Regions from separate parts of the Mus musculus genome. Here all the other regions are linked to region 2. Evidence: chromatin contacts called from public HiChIP or PLAC-seq data. All regions are on one chromosome and are shown on one strand. The core of a region is the stretch at or near the end of the contact, and the rest is flanking DNA. Distances in the headings are between cores, read along the strand shown. Region 1 overlaps Gm1587 (predicted gene 1587). Region 2 holds the start of Enox1 (ecto-NOX disulfide-thiol exchanger 1). Region 3 has its middle 21 kb from the start of Gm30467.

Evidence for each region. HiChIP or PLAC-seq counts read pairs in DNA pulled down with a chosen protein or histone mark.
Region 1: a contact with region 2 is called in an H3K4me3 HiChIP or PLAC-seq map of bone marrow-derived macrophages, with 5 times the contacts expected there. The contact joins the enhancer-like site here to the promoter of Enox1 in region 2. A contact is called at or near these places in 17 of 39 promoter capture datasets (the HPC-7 cell line, HPC-7-derived erythroid cells, cranial neural crest and 11 more), 3 of 15 datasets of contacts at CTCF or cohesin (the NIH/3T3 cell line, large pre-B cells and pro-B cells), 5 of 484 Hi-C or Micro-C datasets (B cells, bone marrow-derived macrophages, embryonic stem cells and 2 more) and 17 of 115 datasets of contacts at active chromatin or transcription factors (the NIH/3T3 cell line, astrocytes, bone marrow-derived macrophages and 11 more).
Region 3: an H3K27ac HiChIP or PLAC-seq map of SST interneurons shows a contact between it and region 2, with 4 times the contacts expected there. The contact joins the enhancer-like site here to the promoter of Enox1 in region 2. A contact is called at or near these places in 16 of 39 promoter capture datasets (the C10 cell line, cranial neural crest, embryonic stem cells and 10 more), 1 of 15 datasets of contacts at CTCF or cohesin (pro-B cells), 2 of 484 Hi-C or Micro-C datasets (bone marrow-derived macrophages and embryonic stem cells), 17 of 115 datasets of contacts at active chromatin or transcription factors (the NIH/3T3 cell line, SST interneurons, bone marrow-derived macrophages and 9 more) and 3 of 9 other capture datasets (embryonic stem cells, liver and macrophages).

What each region holds. Positions count from the first base shown.
Region 1 is chr14:77,794,067-77,796,766 of GRCm38.p6, forward strand. Gm1587 (predicted gene 1587) reads right to left here. Exons shown (of 3, transcript NR_157389.1): 3 at 1-959. Among named protein-coding and RNA genes, the nearest start is that of Gm1587, 3.6 kb to the right of the region's middle. Within about 2 kb of position 1,430, at least 41 of the 459 cell types and tissues checked have an H3K27ac peak or open chromatin away from gene starts, as enhancers often do. A contact at or near this core is called in bone marrow-derived macrophages, where this site is marked.
Region 2 is chr14:77,155,470-77,158,365 of GRCm38.p6, forward strand. It overlaps Enox1 (ecto-NOX disulfide-thiol exchanger 1), which reads left to right and starts at 1,294. Exons shown (of 19, transcript NM_172813.3): 1 at 1,294-1,573.
Region 3 is chr14:77,758,390-77,761,283 of GRCm38.p6, forward strand. No RefSeq gene overlaps it. Among named protein-coding and RNA genes, the nearest start is that of Gm30467, 21 kb to the right of the region's middle. Within about 2 kb of position 1,487, at least 1 of the 459 cell types and tissues checked has an H3K27ac peak or open chromatin away from gene starts, as enhancers often do. A contact at or near this core is called in SST interneurons, where this site is marked.

The sequences.
Region 1 (2,700 bases), core at 180-2,679, 640 kb after region 2:
AGAACACGGAAGTAATCCGTCTGCTTGTTCACAAAATGGCTTCCTGCAAAATGCATGCTCAGACATAAGCATGCAAGACCATTTTTTTTTTCCTGATCTGAATTGCAAGTCCAGCCCAAGAAACTTACACATTTGCATGAAATACTCTTAACAAGTGCTTCCCAGGTGAGAAGTTTTAAATGAATGTTTTTGTTTTGTTTTGGCCAGAGGAGACAGAAAAATGGCTGCAGCTGGTCAAGGGTTATATTTCTTACAGCCAGGAGATTCCAATCTGTTTCTTTACCTCCATGGGATCAATAAACAGCCAGGCTGATATACATCAAACTGCTTTGGTCTTGCCAGTATATACTCTCATGCACATGAACACACACACATACACACACACACTCAGGATTTCTTGGCTCCCCTCAAGGTAGAGCCATTCCAAATCCTGACATCACTGAAATATGTACAGGAACGGAAGCAATAAAGAGAGGAACACAAGAGAGAGAGAGGGAAACTCTGCCTGCTCTGGATGTGCCCTCGAGACAGTTGTTCCTACAGTGCAGGCTTTGTTCTTGTGCAATCGAAACACAGACCAAATTCAACTCTGTCAGCAAAGATACTGGCATAGTCACCCCAGATGGGACTGGTAAGAAAAACGACCTGTGTGAGATCTGAGGGAGCAGGCAATCACGGTTAGTCATAAACCCCCTCCAAGGGCCCAAGATCTGCAGAACACAAGGATTGAAGCGGCTTGAATGCTGTAATCTCCATTTATAGACTTCCCCAGGCCTCCACCCAGGCCTCACAGCTATGCCTGTCCCTATACCTCAGCCAAAGCTTCAGCACTTGGTCACAAAGAGGAAGGCACAGCATGGGATGACGCAGGATCCCAGAGCTTCTTCTTGGAAGTAGGATTCTGGGAAATGCCTTGTCTACTTCCAGGAAGAGCTTCATTGACCACATGTTCTTCTCGGCTGTAGGATAAGAAGCTTGGGTGAGAAGGTAAGGCGGGACAATTCTGCCATCTCTCCAACTCTCATTAGTTTATTTTTTTTCTCTTCAGACTTCGTGGAAAAGAGAATTAAGAATAGTAAAATTGAATATCCCTAATCTGAAGTCCGAACAACACCCAAATCTAAAACTTTCTGAGCACTCAAACTATCACACTGTGTATTCAATGATTCTAAGTCTTAATTTTTCCCCCCTCAGCTCTGAAGCTCCAAGCATTTCAGATAAGGCATCCTCACGCTGCTTCCAATGGAGGGTGTTTGTTGATTTGCTGTGAGATGTGGGTGTTACTGATGTTGGCAAGGGAAACGCTTGGTAGAAAGAGGAACTTTGGCTCAGTTCTTCAGGACCTCGTGCACTTAGGAGGACACAGAAAAAATGAATGGCTTTTCCCCACATCACACATGGGGAAGTCCTATAGCTCAGGAAGGAAGGAAAAGATCTCCAAGGAGGGAGGTACTTCTCAGAACTACTTCCTCAAAAAGAGTCCACCCCTCATGAGCGCTAAAGGACAAGTTAGGATGACAACCTAGTACGCACTTGGCAATAGATTTGGTTCCTTGGGCAGACAATAGTGTCCTGGGTTTGAAAGCAGGTTCTGAACACCTCACAGCCTGAGTGGACCTCTCCCTGAATCTGTAACTTGAGAATAGTATGCAGTGTAGGAAAACCACCACAAGACACACAGCGCTCACAGTAATGCCCCTTCCAATAAAGCGTGTCCTCTACTGGTTTGCAGACAGAGCTAGATTCTAAGCTGGCTACAACAGACAGATATTTAAAAACAATCCCAAAGGGTGAAGGTTGGAGTGGTTCTGTTTGCCACTTGCCCAGCTTGGCATTTTAGAAGAAAAAGCAAGCCAGCTCTCCAGGGCCTGGCATTAAGGAAAGGAAAAAATCTTGCTGGTTTCCTTTTGTGTCCTCGGTCTTTGAGGGGGACTTAAGGAGTCCCTCAACCAGTAAAGGGGAAGAGAGAAAGAAAGCCTGGTGCAGCATCCTGCCCAGCTGGCCTGCTGGCAGCACACAGACAACACTGCTGGGGTCCTTGTTAAAGTTCCAGCCCATCTCACATACATTGCCTTTTACCCTCTTAGCCTCACACTGCTGCCATTCTGGTCCCCCAAAGTCAGGTCTCCAGACTGTTTTAAGCTCCAGAACAGCAGATATAGTGAGATATAGATCAGGGCCATCAGAGAATTGGGCTGGCTAGGAAAGTGCTTGTGTTTGCAACATCCATGAGTTGTCAGAGTTAGCAAGCCAAACTATGAAATGTCAAATTAAATTTGAATTTTACATATACTTCTTTCTCCTAGAGTACAACTATGTCCCAGGGGTTATGTGGAGCATTATTATATTAATATTTTTGTTTTGTGTTTTGAGACAGGGTTTTGCTATGTAGCAAGGCTGCCCTTTCCAATGTGTACCCCACCCCCAACCCTTCTGCCCTGCCTCCCGAGTACTGGATGACATGTAGTGTGCTTTGTGATTCTGGCTCTACGCTATTTCAGCTGCTCTGAAATTCAGAAGTATGTCTGCATCCTGTATTTGTGTCTCAATTCTTTCATTTGGGCTTTTTCTTGGTTTATTTCTTGTGGCAGGGTCTCAGACTGTAGCCCGAGCTGGCCTGGAACTCATTATGCGATTCAGAATGACCTCATACTTCCAGCAATCCCTACCATCCCAAACACTAAGACACTGTACTGCAAG
Region 2 (2,896 bases), core at 44-2,543:
GGATCTTTATCCTTTGCTCAGGCAGATTATACCACCAAGTTCCTTTCTGAGTGCTCTTTTCGTGAATCTTTTGGTAAATTTGCACAATGGGTCAGTCTTCTCCTATGTTCCTTCTTTGCACTGGGGCCTGGCAGCCCGAGGGGAAAAATAGTCTTTCACACAGGGAACTGGCATACGTTTAAATCAAGCAAGCCTAGTGGGATGGTAATGACATTCCCACCATCTGAGTTTCTGCCTTCAGGATATGTGAAGCTAGAAAACAATGTCATTCATTCAACATTTATAGAGAACACACAGTGTACAGGGGCGCTGTGCAAGTCTTGGAGGGCAGGCAAAAGTGCAAACCCTAACCCGCTCTTGAGGATTCCTGCCAAGAAGAGCATGACAACTGCAACACGGACCTTACACTCCTGGAAGGAATTCTTGGGTGAATAAAGTCTGCTTATTTAAAGTAAGCATGGAAAACTATACCAACAGCTCGATGTACCTTTCAGGAATAGGACAGATAAGTGGGATTTAGTCATAATCTCTAAGGTGTTAGAGCGCTCGGTGATGAAGGTGTTCTCAGCTTGCTTTGAGTTACTTGTGTATCGGGACAGTTGGCAGAATCCTAACAAAGAGAGGGCCAATACTTCTATATGGAGGTGGCTAACTTTGAGGGAAAGTGGCTTCCAAGGAGAACAAAAAGGTAACATTTTCATCTGGAGCGATCCCAACCACCACTGAGGCATCCTAATACCCTGGGTAAAACCTCTGTGCCCAGGCTCAACCTTAGACAGCGCCGGGTTGAGCAGTGCATCTCAGCATCCTGGAGTCCACTGCACGCACCGAGTTCCCCCCCGCACCCCGGTCGCCTGCCTGGCGCCTTCAAGGTCGCCATGGCAACCATGGGGTACCAAGACCAGTCCCTGAACGTCCAGCCTAGAAATTCAAACTGGCAGCAGTGGCACGAGCGAGTCGCCTCAGCTCCTCCCCCGAGGGAATAGCGCGATCCTCGGCCGTGGGCACCACTTGTGCAGCATCAGTGGCAGAGCGCTCCTCCGGCTCCAGATCGGCCGGGATCCGGAGCTCGAGCGCGCCACGCCGCCTCTCATCTGGTTTCTCCGCCGGGCCAGTCGCTTCTTCGGGCCAGACAGGCCGCCCATCCTTTCACCGCTTTACGGATTTCCGGGGGCGACGAATTTTGCCTCGGTCCCTACGAGCATCTCTCCGCTTCGCTCCCCCGCCCCTCGCGACTCCCCCCACTCCTGGGCGCGCGCGCGCACACTCACTCACACTCTCAGGCGCGCGTGCGCACGCCCGCGCGCCCCGAGCCGCGGAGTCTCCAGCGCCCCTGAGCAGATCCCACTCTCCCGGGCGCTGCTACTCACACAGGCTTCCAGCCGCCACGGGGCGTCCTCTGTCTGCGGCAGCAGCGGCGGCGCGAGCGGAGGCTGCAGTCTAGCCGGGTCTGGCTGCTCGGCGCCCTGGACAGAGTCCGGCAGAAGCGCGATCGGGAGGAGACGCCGAGGCAAGGAGGAGCCGCGCCGCGCCCGGCGCTCGCTTGCCTCGAATCCCCGCACCGCGGCCCCAGGTAAGCGGCTCCGCGGCCCGCAGCATCCCCGGGGCGTAGGGACTCGCCGCCCATGGGGGGTTCCCGGTCCCGCCCCCGTCGTGGCCGGGGAACAAGGCACCGAGGGGAGTGGGCGAGGGGGGAGGGGAGCGGAGCTGGAGGTGAGGCTGGAAGGCAGCGGTGTGGGGGAGCCCCCTGCGCCCTTCCCCGACGCTCCTCGGGCTCCCGCACTTTTATGAGCCGGGGGTGCTCAGCGCCCCACACAGATGTACTCCGCTCTTTTTTATCGCTGGCCGGCTAGAGTCCGCTCGGGCTCCGCGCCTACCACGCACCAACCGCCTCCCCTGCACCTTGGACAGCGCACCCCGCCGCTCGCCTCCCGGGGACCGCACCCGGGACCCTGTCCTGCCCGCGCAGCCCTCCGGTTGTTCCGTTCTTCCCATAGTGTCCTCCTCCTGTCTTGCATAGCATCTCCCTGCCTTGGCGTTCTCTACTCTGGCGCGGGCCAGAAACTTTCCTCTCTGCCCGATCTGCGCGAGGTACTATTGTTGTTATTTGTGTCTTTCCTTCTCGCTGGGAACTGGACACAAGGACAGGTCTTCCTCTGCGGGCGATCGCCTGCCTTTCCCAGTCCAAGACCGCACTGGGCAGCCGGACTTGGACACCCGGCCGGCGCCTCGGCAGCTGGACGCCCGCGGGTTCCCCGCCTCTCTGGACACGTGCACTCCTCCCACGGACGCGGCCCCTCCCGGACCACCCTATGTCCTACCCCTGCATGGCCACGGCCACCCCATAGGTTGGACACCCGGGATCGCGGGCTCTGATTGGTTGATCTCATAACCCCGCCTCCTTGGAGGGGGTGGTTCTGGAGTGTTGTGGTTGTCATCCCGCAGCGAGCACATGGGGGAAGTGGGGTCGACAGGTGGGGAAACCCAGCTCTATGGCATACACATCCCAGTGTATGTAATCCGGCTAGTATCATTCCTTCAAATTGCACATTGTGCTTTACTCCCCCTTCCGCAGTCTTCCACTGTTATAACATTTTAAAAAATTTAAATTTTGTTGAGATTATGTTTGTTCAGTGGTAGTGGTTTTTAAAAGTAGCTTTAGGAGAATGCAGGAAACGAATGCACGAGAGGAGATTCATGGCAAACTGGGCTGCATGTTTGAGTTTGGTCCTTTGGAGGAAGTAGTGAAGGGTCATTAAGGGATCTGAAGAAGGTGAAGAAAGGAGAAGGGAAATGGATTGTTGGCAGAGACCCTGGTGCTTACGAACCCAAGGAAGGAGGTGGTGGGTCTTTTGTAGGTGGCGATGTGAAGAAGTCCCTGGGAGCTCTAGTGGGA
Region 3 (2,894 bases), core at 237-2,736, 600 kb after region 2:
ACTTGCTATCCAGTGCCAAGTTATCAGCCTTGAAATTACATAATACAAGTAACATTATATGGACTGAGCCTACTGTAATCACAACAACTGAAGGAAAAAGATCAAAGGACATGAATTTGAGAGAGCGAGCACATAATGGTGATGGTAGTGGTAGTGGTGGTTACCTGGGAAGAATTGGAGGGAGGAAAGGGGAAATGATGTAATATTTTAATTTCAAAAAAATTAAAATGAAATAAATAAAACTTCGGAGTCAGGTTGGTCCCTGCTACCTTCCCCCACCTTTCCCCCCTAAAGCAGGTCAGCTGACCCAGGGAATATTTCCTATTCTTCCTGTGAAAGTTGTCACAAGAACCTCCTGGGAGAGGTGACCTTCTTATCCTCCAAGAAAATAACACCTGTACCTTCAAAGATATAGAAACGTGAATACCTTGGACACATGGGTCTTGCTAACCACCCACCTAGGGTATTACCACTAGGCCATACATTTTATCCTCTGACATATCTCCATGACTCTCCGCTCCAAACAAGCCTGCCATTAAAAGAAAAAAAATTCAGGTTTAACCAATTCTTTGAGTCCCTGTTTCCTTAGGGAAGCTCCTATGACATATTAAACTTCTAAATATATGCTTCCTGGTCTTTTGTTAATCTGTCTTTCATTACAGGGGCCTCAACCATGAGTCCAATCTACAAGAAAATACACTTTCTTTCTCTATAAAGCAGGGAGGTTGGCATGAAGCTCGGTGAGATGGCAGTCGCCTAGCATGTGCAAGGCCCTGAGTTTAATCTCTAGCACTGAAAAGAAATGCAATGACACTGTAGTGTGTTAAAAGTTGACAGCGGTGAGATTCTTGAGGACACTCCTGAGAGTGTCCCCTTTCAATGACTCTTCTGGGCCAGCCTGAAAAGTGTGGGTGATAACCGGTCCATGACCTGGACTTCTGGTGTCTTCCCACCACAGTTAAGGCAGGGTGCCCCAGAAAGTGAAGATCCATGCAATGGTGAGCTGGTGATGCTTGATGCGGTAAGCACAGGCTTAGCTCAAGCCCTAAACCTGAGCCGCCTGCAGCCACAGGCAGCTGCTGCTAAGGAAAAATCCATTTAATGACTTCACAAGATGATCCTCGTTTGTCTTCCTCACTAGGCCACCTGACCCATTAGCCTCTGCATGGCTCTAGAGGTGCTGCTGTTATTTGCTGGTTTGCAATATCAAATGGATGTACAGGCATATGTGCACAAAATATAAATGGCTTCTCCTGGTGAAGTGGGTGAAGCAAGCTCTTCCACTGAATGCAGTTACTCCTGTCAGTGGATCTTTGATTTACTAAGATATAGAGGGTCCAGGGAAGGAAAGATGAGCCTTGGAAGGTGTACGGAAATGTGTACCATGAATTAGTTCTTAAAAAGAAAAAGGCTGTGTACTTAGAGGTAGTGGATTCTTTGTTTAGATTTCCTCCTGCTTGAGCTGCAGATGTTCAGTGTGATTCGTCAGAGGCTCAATTCTGCTTGGGCTGTGGACATGCTGAGAAATTACCCAATGATCCCAGAGGAAGACAAGCCTATCCTTTCTCTGAATTTTCAGAAATCCAATACTTGTCTTCACTGAGACAAGACAACTGTAATATCTTGTCATGGTGGCCCCATGTCAGGAGCTTCCAGCCCAGGGCTCAGGATCAATAGACGCTATGCCAATGACCTTGTCTACAAATTGATCCTGGCCTTGTCTCCTGTGGAGCCTTCGGGAGCATCACAGAGCCACATAAAGCGACACCACATGTACACACTGTAAACCTTCCAAGTGTAAACAGAAGAAGGAATTGCCTTTTAATGGAATAATAAGAACTTTGAAAACATCTTATAAACTATAAATGAAACAGGCCAATGGCAATTGTTAGCCATTTTTGTTATTAGCATCCATTTTAATGTTTTGATTGGGTCTAGAGAGATGGCTCTGTGGTTCAGAATGCTTGTTGCTTTTTCAGAGGACCTGGGTTTGATTCCCAGCACCTATATGATGGCTCATAGCCATTCATAATTCCAGTTTCAGTGCCTTGATGACCTCTTCTGACCTCTAGGGTCTCCAGGCATACGCATAGCACACAGACATACACACAGTCAAAACATACATAAAGAAAATGAAAGAAATTATGAGTCCTTAATGGTGGTGACCACCTCTAATCCATGGTGAGGAGGCAAAGGCCAGTGCAACACCAGAAGTTCAAGTTCAGCCTGAGTGACACAGTAAGGACCAGGTCAGCTAGGACAATGCAGAGAGATCCTTTCTCAAATAGATGGAAAAACATTTCTGATTGTTACAATTGATTATCATCAACGTAGAAACAGGGAGACTTCACCAGAGAAAGCTGCAAACTGAGTTCATTTTAGAACCATCTTTTTAAAACAGTGTATTTAGGGGCTGGAGGGATGGCTCAGTGGTTAGGAGTGCTTGTGGCACTTGCAACGAGTTGGGTTTGATTCCAGCACACTGATGGTGGGTCATAACCATCTGTAGCTCCAGATTCAAAGGACCCAACACCCTTTTGTGACTTCCTTTAGTACTAGTCACTCATGTGGTACACATACATACATGTAGGCAAATCATTCAAACACATAAAATAAATAAGTCTAATATTTATAAATGCTATACTTGAGATTTTTGATGCAGGGGAAAACTCCAAAGACTAGCGTGGTGGGGAGTACTTATAGTCCCAATTCTTGGGAGGCAGAGGTAAGAGGACCAGTGTAAATTTGAGACCAGTCTGGTCTGTATAGTGAGTTCTGGGCCAATCAGGACTATATAGCAAGATTCTGACTCAAAGCAATAACAGTAACAATAACATCATCTCAAGGACTTTTCCTTAAAGAGACAGAGGAAAGGTAAAGAAACTGGCAATTAG